Regions from separate parts of the Sus scrofa genome. Here all the other regions are linked to region 3. The links are chromatin contacts, called in public HiChIP or PLAC-seq maps. All regions are on one chromosome and are shown on one strand. The core of a region is the stretch at or near the end of the contact, and the rest is flanking DNA. Distances in the headings are between cores, read along the strand shown.

Evidence for each region. HiChIP or PLAC-seq counts read pairs in DNA pulled down with a chosen protein or histone mark.
Region 1: an H3K27ac HiChIP or PLAC-seq map of alveolar macrophages shows a contact between it and region 3, with 5 times the contacts expected there. The contact joins the enhancer-like site here to the promoter of ATP13A3 in region 3. A contact is called at or near these places in 3 of 5 promoter capture datasets (fetal liver, fetal skeletal muscle and liver), 34 of 47 Hi-C or Micro-C datasets (adipose tissue, alveolar macrophages, blood and 17 more) and 2 of 2 datasets of contacts at active chromatin or transcription factors (alveolar macrophages and skeletal muscle).
Region 2: a contact with region 3 is called in an H3K27ac HiChIP or PLAC-seq map of alveolar macrophages. The contact joins the enhancer-like site here to the promoter of ATP13A3 in region 3. A contact is called at or near these places in 2 of 5 promoter capture datasets (fetal liver and liver), 13 of 47 Hi-C or Micro-C datasets (alveolar macrophages, embryonic fibroblasts, epiblast stem cells and 9 more) and 2 of 2 datasets of contacts at active chromatin or transcription factors (alveolar macrophages and skeletal muscle).

The regions. Positions count from the first base shown.
Region 1 is chr13:131,593,794-131,596,697 of Sscrofa11.1, forward strand. All of the region lies in intron 7 of TMEM44 (transmembrane protein 44), which reads right to left. Among named protein-coding and RNA genes, the nearest start is that of TMEM44, 19 kb to the right of the region's middle. Within about 2 kb of position 1,623, at least 20 of the 83 cell types and tissues checked have an H3K27ac peak or open chromatin away from gene starts, as enhancers often do. A contact at or near this core is called in adipose tissue, alveolar macrophages, fetal liver and 1 more, where this site is marked.
Region 2 is chr13:131,562,817-131,565,736 of Sscrofa11.1, forward strand. No RefSeq gene overlaps it. Among named protein-coding and RNA genes, the nearest start is that of TMEM44, 50 kb to the right of the region's middle. Within about 2 kb of position 1,390, at least 12 of the 83 cell types and tissues checked have an H3K27ac peak or open chromatin away from gene starts, as enhancers often do. A contact at or near this core is called in alveolar macrophages, fetal liver and retroperitoneal adipose tissue, where this site is marked.
Region 3 is chr13:131,474,823-131,477,548 of Sscrofa11.1, forward strand. ATP13A3 (probable cation-transporting ATPase 13A3) reads right to left here and starts at 1,283. Exons shown (of 34, transcript XM_021070069.1): 1 at 1,162-1,283; 2 at 334-377.

The sequences.
Region 1 (2,904 bases), core at 373-2,872, 120 kb after region 3:
CGCCCTCTGGTGGATACAGAAGGAAGAGGCCAAGTGGAAGTACTTTGCTGGAGGGCCTCAGTGGAAAAGAACCAAGCAGGCATCCACACAAGATTCAGGTACTGGAAAGATTCGAATGAATGTAATTTTTGCACTATTACTTTTCAGAAGTTCCATGATTTAAAAATTTCTAGGAGTTCCCGTCGTGGCCCAGTGGAAACAAATCCGACTAGGAACCACGAGGTTGCAGGTTCGATCCCTAGCCTTGCTCCGTGGGTTAAGGATCCAGCGTGGCCGTGAGCTGTGGTGTAGGTCGCAGACACAGCTCAGATCTGGCGTTGCTGTGGCTCTGGCGTAGGCCGGCAGCTACAGCTTTGATTAGACCCCTAGCTTGGGAAACTCCATGTGCCGCAGGTACGCCCCTAAAAAAAGGACAGAAGACAAAAGACAAAAACAAAAAAAAAGAAAAGAAAAAAAAAAAATTTCTAGGGCCAAGCTTTGCCCAGCTGTTGCCAGGGCTCCCTGGGCCTTCTCCAGGGCTTCCCATCACCCACCCTCCTGTCGGAAGAAGAGCTTTAATGGCCGAAGTGGGTGCTTCATTGTGAAAGCGCTGTTCTGAATCTCCCTGAACTTCGATTATATCACACACAGGTTATTTGCACCCATTTCCAAGAAACAACAAGGAGTAAAACCTAACTCTCTGCCAAACTCTGAGCGCCAGCATGTCCCAAGGGCAACTCAGCAGGGCCATTACCACTGAACTCTGTTCCAAACACACCTGTTTAAAGAGCCCGAGACCGGACACACCAGATCTAGGCAAACAAGACAGACGAGACAAAGTTTATATCCCAGCAGGAAACAAAACAAAAGATCATGATAAAGTGCTTTGCAAGATATTTTAAAAGTTAATAAAGTGATACTGCAGAGGGGTGGAGGCAACTTTTGAATGGGTGGGGGAGAAGGCCTTTGGAGAAGGTAATATTTTAACTGAAATCCTAAAAACAAGAAAAAAGCAGCCATGTTTAAAAAAAAAATCAGGAGGAAGAGAGTGGGCAGAGGAATGGAGAGAAATTCTGTGCAGCCAGAGAGGAGCAAAGAGGGGGAGAATAGGAGGTGGTCAGCGAGGGGGCAAGCCTGGGGCTGGGAAGGTCCTGGAAGTCTGTGTTAGGAGATTCGATTTTATTTTGCGTGAGCTGGGAAGCCAGAGCAGTGTTTTAAGCCAAAGAGGAACAAGATGTAATTTACATGTAAGAGACCCTTCCGGTTGCAAATGGGAGGGGGTGGGACAAGAATACCAGTGAGAGGACAACCAGTTAGGAGGCTCCTGGATCTACTTTAAAAGTATTTACAAGGCTCACAAATGGATGAAATGGGCACGGGCATGACGTGAGGGGAAGAGGGGCTCCGGGTTTGAGCCACTGCACGGGCAATGGTGTCGCTCACTGACAAGGGGAAGATGGTGACAGGAGCCGGAATCCAGAAACCCGTATCGGGCACGGAATGTATGAGATGCCATGTGGTGACGATGAGGAGGCAGCTAAGACTGGAGCTGTGGGAGAGGAAAAGGATGGAGACACAGGCGGGGAAAACGAGCCAGAGCGGGCAGGTAGGGCTGTGGAACGGGAAGAGTGTACACGGAGAGGGAGCCCTCTTGGGGCGAAGCTGCGGTACTGCAACCTTGAAGTGCGCTCGCCAGGAGGAGCTGCAGAAGTGACAGGGAAAAAGACCAGTGAGCCAGCAGGAGTGACAGGGAAAAGACCTGTGCAGGGGAAAAACCAGGACAGCCCAAATCAGAAGAAGCTAGTGGTCAACTGAGTTAAACCTCAACAAGGACAGAAATGACCCCAGGATTTAGCAATAGGGAGGTCACTGTAGCCTCGACAGGAACAGACTTAGTGGGGTGTGGAACATGGAATGGACATCTTGTCACCTCTTTCCCTCTCCTCTCCAAGGCTCTTCCTCCTGGGGACCCACATGCAGGCCAGAGGCATCTAGAGCCCGAGGTCTCTCCAACCCCACAGTCTCACTGCCCCCACTGCTCTACCTGCAGCTCTGCTTCTCCATCTGCTTCAGCCACACTACCTCTCTCCTGGACTTAAAACTGTCCCTCACTGACTCCCTTGCTTCTAGTCTCCTCTCCCTAGTCTGCTCCTCACCCCAACACTGCCTGAGCGATGGCTCTAAAATGCACCTCTGGGAGTCCCCATTGTTGCTCAGTGGAAATGAACCCAACTAACATCCATGAGGATGCTGGTTTGATCCCTGGCCTCACTCAGTGGCTTAAGATCCAGCATTGCTGTGAGCTGTGCTGTAGGGTCAAAGATGTGGATCAGAGGATCTGGCATTGCTGTGGCTGTGGTGTAGGCCGGCAGCTGTAGTTCCAATTCGACCTCTAGCCTGGGAACCTTCATATGCCATACCTGCGGCCCTAAAAAATAAAATAAAATAAATATAAAATAAAATACACACCTGACCTTGAGTCTCTAGTCCTGAAGCCTCCTGGACTCTCACCAGCCTCAGGATGATGGTCAGCTTCTGCACTGTGACTATCTCACCCTTGCCTCCTCTTCACCTTTTTATCCCCAGAACTCCCCTCCATCTGACACCCTCTGTCCCCCATCAAGGCTTTCAAGAAGTCCTTCCGGAGTTCCTGTTGTGACTCAGTGGTTAATGAACCTGACCGGTATCCATGAGGATGCAGGTTCAATCCCGGGCCTCGATCAGTGGGCTAAGGATCCCGCATTGCTGTGAGCTGTGGTGTAGGTTGCAGACGCAGCTTGGATCCCATGTTGCTGTGGCTGTGGTGTAGGCCAGCAGCTCCAGCTCCAGTTCGACCCCTAGCCTGGGAACCTCCATATGCCGCAGGTGCAGCTCTAAAAAGACAAAAAACCAAAAAACAAAAAAAACCTTCCTTTTTTTAATGCT
Region 2 (2,920 bases), core at 140-2,639, 88 kb after region 3:
CAAGAGATTTGAGCTTTCGCTTTGAGAACCACACTGAGGACAACTCCCTCCCGTCTGAGCCTCCCTGAGAGGACACCTTGCCTCTCATCACCCCCTCCTTAGGCACCACTATGTGGCCAGCCTCTCCCCCGCCCCCCCCCGCCCACACACCGACTTTGCCCGCATCCTCCCGGAAACATCTCACTAGGATTTGGGGTTCCATGCCGCTTCTCCACCCGCCCCCCACCCCCAGACCTCCTGAATTCTCGAGACTTGAGAATCTGCGTGCCAGGCAGACACTCTGGTGACTCTGCTGCACCCTGAGTTTGGGGATCATTGAACTAACTGATCTCTAGGGACAGATTTAGCTCCTATATTCTAGGACCAAAATGTTCTGAGGCATGAGGGTTTCCAGGGAATAAGCCCATGGCCTCCCACTGGTACAGATGAGTTGTAATAACCAGTAGGTCTCTGTCTTCTTACTTTAGCGATCCTCTATCCTGGCTACATATTAGAATTGCGTGTGTGTTTTGGGTTTTCTTTTTAAATTACACATAATATGGTTTCCACGCAGGGATTAGATGTATGGGTTTTATCCTCTCTTCTCTAACAAGAAAAGAGTGCTTCAGAATCCCTGCCAGTGGTTCCACCAGAAGGGTACGTGCTGGCACCTGCTAATCTCTCAGGGAGCTTCTCTAACGAGGGCCAATCACTTGGTGCCACAGAGAACAGACAGCCCTCTGAGCAAAGTGGGGCATGGGGACCCCACCACTTACCGTGGTAACTTTATTTGTTTGTGTGTTTATTTATTTTTGCTTTTTAGGGCCACACCCATGGCATGCGGAGGTTCCCAGGCTCGGAGTTGAATCAGAGCTACAGCTGCCAGCCTACACCACAGCCACAGCAACACAGGATCCAAGCCAAGTCTGCAGCCTACACCACAGCTCACGGCATCGCCAGATCCTTAACCCACTGATGGAGACCAGGGATCGAACCCGAAACCTCATGGTTACTAGTCAGATTTGTTTCCCCTGAGCCACAACAGGGGAACTTCCTTTAAAAGCGTAGCCTCCCTGGGGAAAGGGATGCACTTGGGTGCTTTAGACTCTGAGATATTCCAAGACACCATGGACCCTAGGGTACATCTTTTGGGGAAGGAAGCAAGAGAGGAGATTCTGGCTCCTCTAGCTGGTGGGGCTGGAACTGGATCTGATTCAGCATTTCAGGGCCGGCCAGTGGCTTTGGATGAGGCTGTGTAGATGAAAACTGCTATTTTAGGAGATCATGTCTCCTCTGGCCACTGTTAGCAAAGGAGGAGGTGGTGGTCCCTTCTCAAAGGGCCACAGCTGGTCCTGAAAGGCTGTGGGCCCCAGCTGAGGAGGGGGTAGGACCAGTGTCCAACAGTGACACCACCAGGCAGCAAGAGGTCACAGCAGAAGTCATAATACTTGTTAATATTTCCGTGGTGTGGTTTGCCCAGCATGGACCTATGTGCCTAGCATTCATTCATTCATTTAGCAACAATTGTGTGAGGCAAGTCCCTGCTGTTGCTCAGCAAGTTAAGGACGCGATGTAGTGTCCATGAGGATGCAGGTGTGATCCCTGGCCTTGCCTCACTCAGTGGGTTGAGGATCCGGTGTTGCATCATAGATGTGGCTCAGACCTGATGTTGCTGGGACTGTGGTGTAGGCCAGCAGCTGCAGCTCTGATTCGACCCCTAGTCTGGGAACTTCCATATGCTGCAGGTGCAGCCATGAAAAAAAAATAATAATAACTTCTTTGAAGCAGTAATTATTACTCCTTTTGTATAGAAAAGGAAATTGAGGCAGGGTGGTTAGACAGAGAGTAGCTGGCAGGCTGTGAACCAGGCAGTCTGTCTCCAGAGCCCACACCCCTGCCAGGCGCCTGGCTGCCTCCATAACAATAGCCATTGTTTGGAGTTCCCGTCGTGGCCCAGTGGTTATCAAACCCAACTAGTATCCATGAGGACGGGGGTTTGATCCCTGGCCTCGCTCAGTGGGTTAAGGATCCAGCATTGCCGTGAGCTGTGGTGTAGGTTGCAGATTCGGCTCGGATCCTGCATTGATGTAGGCCGGCAGCTGTAGCTCCTATTAGACCCCTAGCCTGGGAACCTCCATATGCTGCGGGTGCGGCCCTAAAATGACAAAAAAAAAAAAAGCCATTGTTTACTGAGGACTGACTGCGTGCTATTACCTTCTCTGTGTTCTTTTAGTCCTCACTGCTGTCTTAGGAGGCTGGGAAAGGTTTTTATTCCCATTTCATAGATGGGGTAAGTGAGGTACAGAGAAGATAAGTGATGGGCTGCTCACTGTCCATTCTCTCCCCTCTGGGAATGGAGGCCAGACTAATCCCACCTAATCCCACCTCAGCACCTTCACTCTGGGGAACTCCTAAGCCTTAGGGTTCGCAGAAAATTGAAGCGAGGTGGGAATCTAGACTGGGGGATACCAGACTTCCTGCAATACAACATGTACAGTCTTTTCTGAGGAACTGGAAAAACAAAAGTGGGACAATATTTCTACTTCCAATTTTGTGAAAGCAGATCAGACCAATTTCAGTGACCCCACCCCCCATTTACTGAAAGGGAGTCCACAAAGGGTGGGGCCAGGAAACGTGAACTGCAAACAACCCCCAAAACAAACCACAGCTGATCCTGGTGTACAGTCGAGGTTGAGAATTACTGCCTTTGGAGTTCCCTGGTGGTGCAGTGGGTTAAGGATCTGGTGTTGTTACTGCTATGGCTCAGGTCACTGCTGTGGCAACAGTTTGAATTCTGGCCCAGGAAATTCCATTTGCTGTGGGTGTGGCCAATTAAAAAAAGAGAGAGAGAGAGAATTACTGCCTTTCTTTCATAGTAATATTTTACAGCCCCCAGTCTCCAGGTAGCAGTGTTTCCAGGAACTGTTTCTAGTTTCCAAAT
Region 3 (2,726 bases), core at 33-2,532:
CTAAGTAACTGCCCTTCAAAAGACAATCTCCAATCAGAATACCTTCAATTTAGCAACAAAGCCTTCAGAACAGTGTTCATTCTGCAATGATCTTTAACCTTCCAGCATTTGTTAGATTTCTTAAAAATTCTAACTTCCTGACTCATAGAGCTAAAATAGTCATTACATACACAAATGTTCTACTCATTTAGTTTGGGATCATGTGTAGGAAACACAGGTTTCTGTTTCTAGGTTTACCACTCCATACCCATTCGTTTTGTACTAATATAACCGCTAAATATAGCTCTAAAACACTGATGATTAAAAGTAGTTAATTATGTGAGTGATTCATACCTCCTATGTCCAGACACCAAGATCCAAGGATGTTTCTGTCAGATCTATGGGAAGAGGTAATGATAAACACCTGTCACAAAATCTTTCCAAATGGAGAAGCTCTGAATTACTGTCAACCCCCAATTAGATTCCCTCAGCACCACTCCCCCCACCCCAAAGAGATCACACATCCACCAGAACCGCACTGTGCACATGGTGTGGGGAGAAGGAAAGGGTATAAAGAGAGTGGCCATGAAGTAATGGAAGACAGGGCCTTGGGTTTTTCTAGTTCTATCACAGAGTCAAAGTGAGAGGCCTTAGATAAGTCATAAGTCACTTTTCCTCTCTGGGCCTCACTTAGCTTAATGCGGTAATTGGCAAGGAGCTCTACTACTCCGTGGCTAAGGACGAATTCAAGATTCCTCAGTCAGCACTCGTACAAACCCATCCAAGCTCCCTTCTAATACCTTACCTTCGACCTCACCATCTCCTGAACTTTCTAAAAGGGCTGGACGACCGTCCCACTCCCAAATCCCAACACACACTCGCCTTCTTCCCAAGTGGCGTGACCCAACCAGGCCTTCACACCCACAACGTGGAGCCCTCCTTCTCGCCTCACCTGTCCCAGACAGACATTCCGCAGTCTTAGCGCTCCCCTCCGCACACACGCCTTCCAGGAGAAGTGATGCCCAATTCCGGCCCGAGGAGGCCGACCGAGAGCTCACCTGGTACCCGCCACCCCCGACAATACCATTCACCTCCTCCAACCTCCCCCATCACCTCCACCCACCGGCTACACGCTCCGTTCACCCTGCCTTCCAGCGCCCCGGGGAAGCCGGGACCACTCACCGGGCGCCGCGGCGCTGTCTCCTCGGCGGCCTCCCGGCCGGAGCAGCCAAAGGGCCGCGGGGGCCGGGGCCAGGGCCCGCCGCTGTCGCCGCCGCCGCCTCGCCTCAGCCCAGCCCCATCGCCCTCGGCCAGCGCCGGCGGCCGCGGGTCGCTCGAGCTCGAGGCGCCGCCGCCGCCGCGCGCTGCGGCTCGGGGTTAGGGGAGGGAGGCGCCGCGGCGGGGCCCGGGCCGAGCCGGGGCGCAGGGGCGTCCGCGCTCTCTTCCTCGGCGCGCGCGCGGCTGCGGCGTGCAGCCGGAGCAGGGCGAGAACAAGGGCGGGCGGCAAGGGAAGGCAGGCAGGGGAGGGGGGCGGTCTGCACTCCCAAACGGCCTCTCGCCGCCAGCGACGTAGCGAACCCCCCTCCCCTCCGCTGTGGCGCCTGGATCGCTCTGCCGGGAGAGCCCGCAGGCGGGCGGGGGAGCGCTCACGGGGAGCTCGGGACTCCCGCGCCGGATGTGAGGTCACGTGATTGCCTCATCCAACGCCGAGGGCGGAGGGGCGCAAAGGGGACGTCAGGAGGGGCGGGACCGGTGGGTGGGCGGGCCGAGATTCGGGCCACGCCCACCACCTCCCCTTTAGCTCCCTCACCCCCAGGCGGGAGGAGAAAAGAAAGGGGGAGGGAGGGCACTACAGGGGGGCTCGAGGTTGGGGTGCGGGGTGTTACTAAGCGAGAACGGCATTTTTTTTGGCGGTAGGAGGTGGAATTTACCAACCTGGCCGTGCAAATACCAGCTCACAGTCCAAGTCCGCATTTTATGAAGAGGGAAACTAAGTCCCTGCGAGGGGCCTAACCTAACTTGCCCAGAGTCAAGGTCACGGAGGAACCTTGTACGAAAATGCTAGAGAGGAAGCCAGATTGTGGCTCCCAATCCAGGTCCCTTTCATTCCTTAGTAGTCCCCTCCCCAATCCAAAAAAAAAAAAAAAAAAAAAAAAAACAAGCAAAAAGCTGTAATTCTCTTTTAACCACCGGCTCCGCGCGCCAGGCCTCGGGCGGAGGACTAGTAAGTGTACCCAAGAGAAAGTTCCCACGCTTCCATTCCACCGCTTCTAGCGGTAAGGAGTTCCTTCCGACAGCGCTGGATGTAAATTAAATACTTCCCTCCGCAGAAGATTTATCTCTGAGCAGGGCCCCGGCCGGATGTACAAATCGCGAGTCTGGTTTTCGCGGAGACCCTTCGATGACGCGCCCGCCATCTTTTGGCGCTGAGACTCCCTTGCCCGTGACCTTGGAGCAGGGCCATTTTTTTGTCGTTCACCTTACGGCTAACAGAATTCCTAGCTGCTCAAGCGTAAGAAAGGAGGAGACCACGACCTCTGGTGCACTGCACTTGGGCACGCTTCGCCAGGGGCAGGGAGCATTCAGGCTCTGGTTCATAGCATTTAAAGACACTTCTTGGGGTGAATGGGGGGAGCTACCACCTTTGGTACGCGACACTTGGTGACACCTCATTTGGAGCAGCACACATCCCAAGTCAAGTCACCAATGTCACCTTATAGAGAGCCTGGAACACGCTGCTCCTGGCC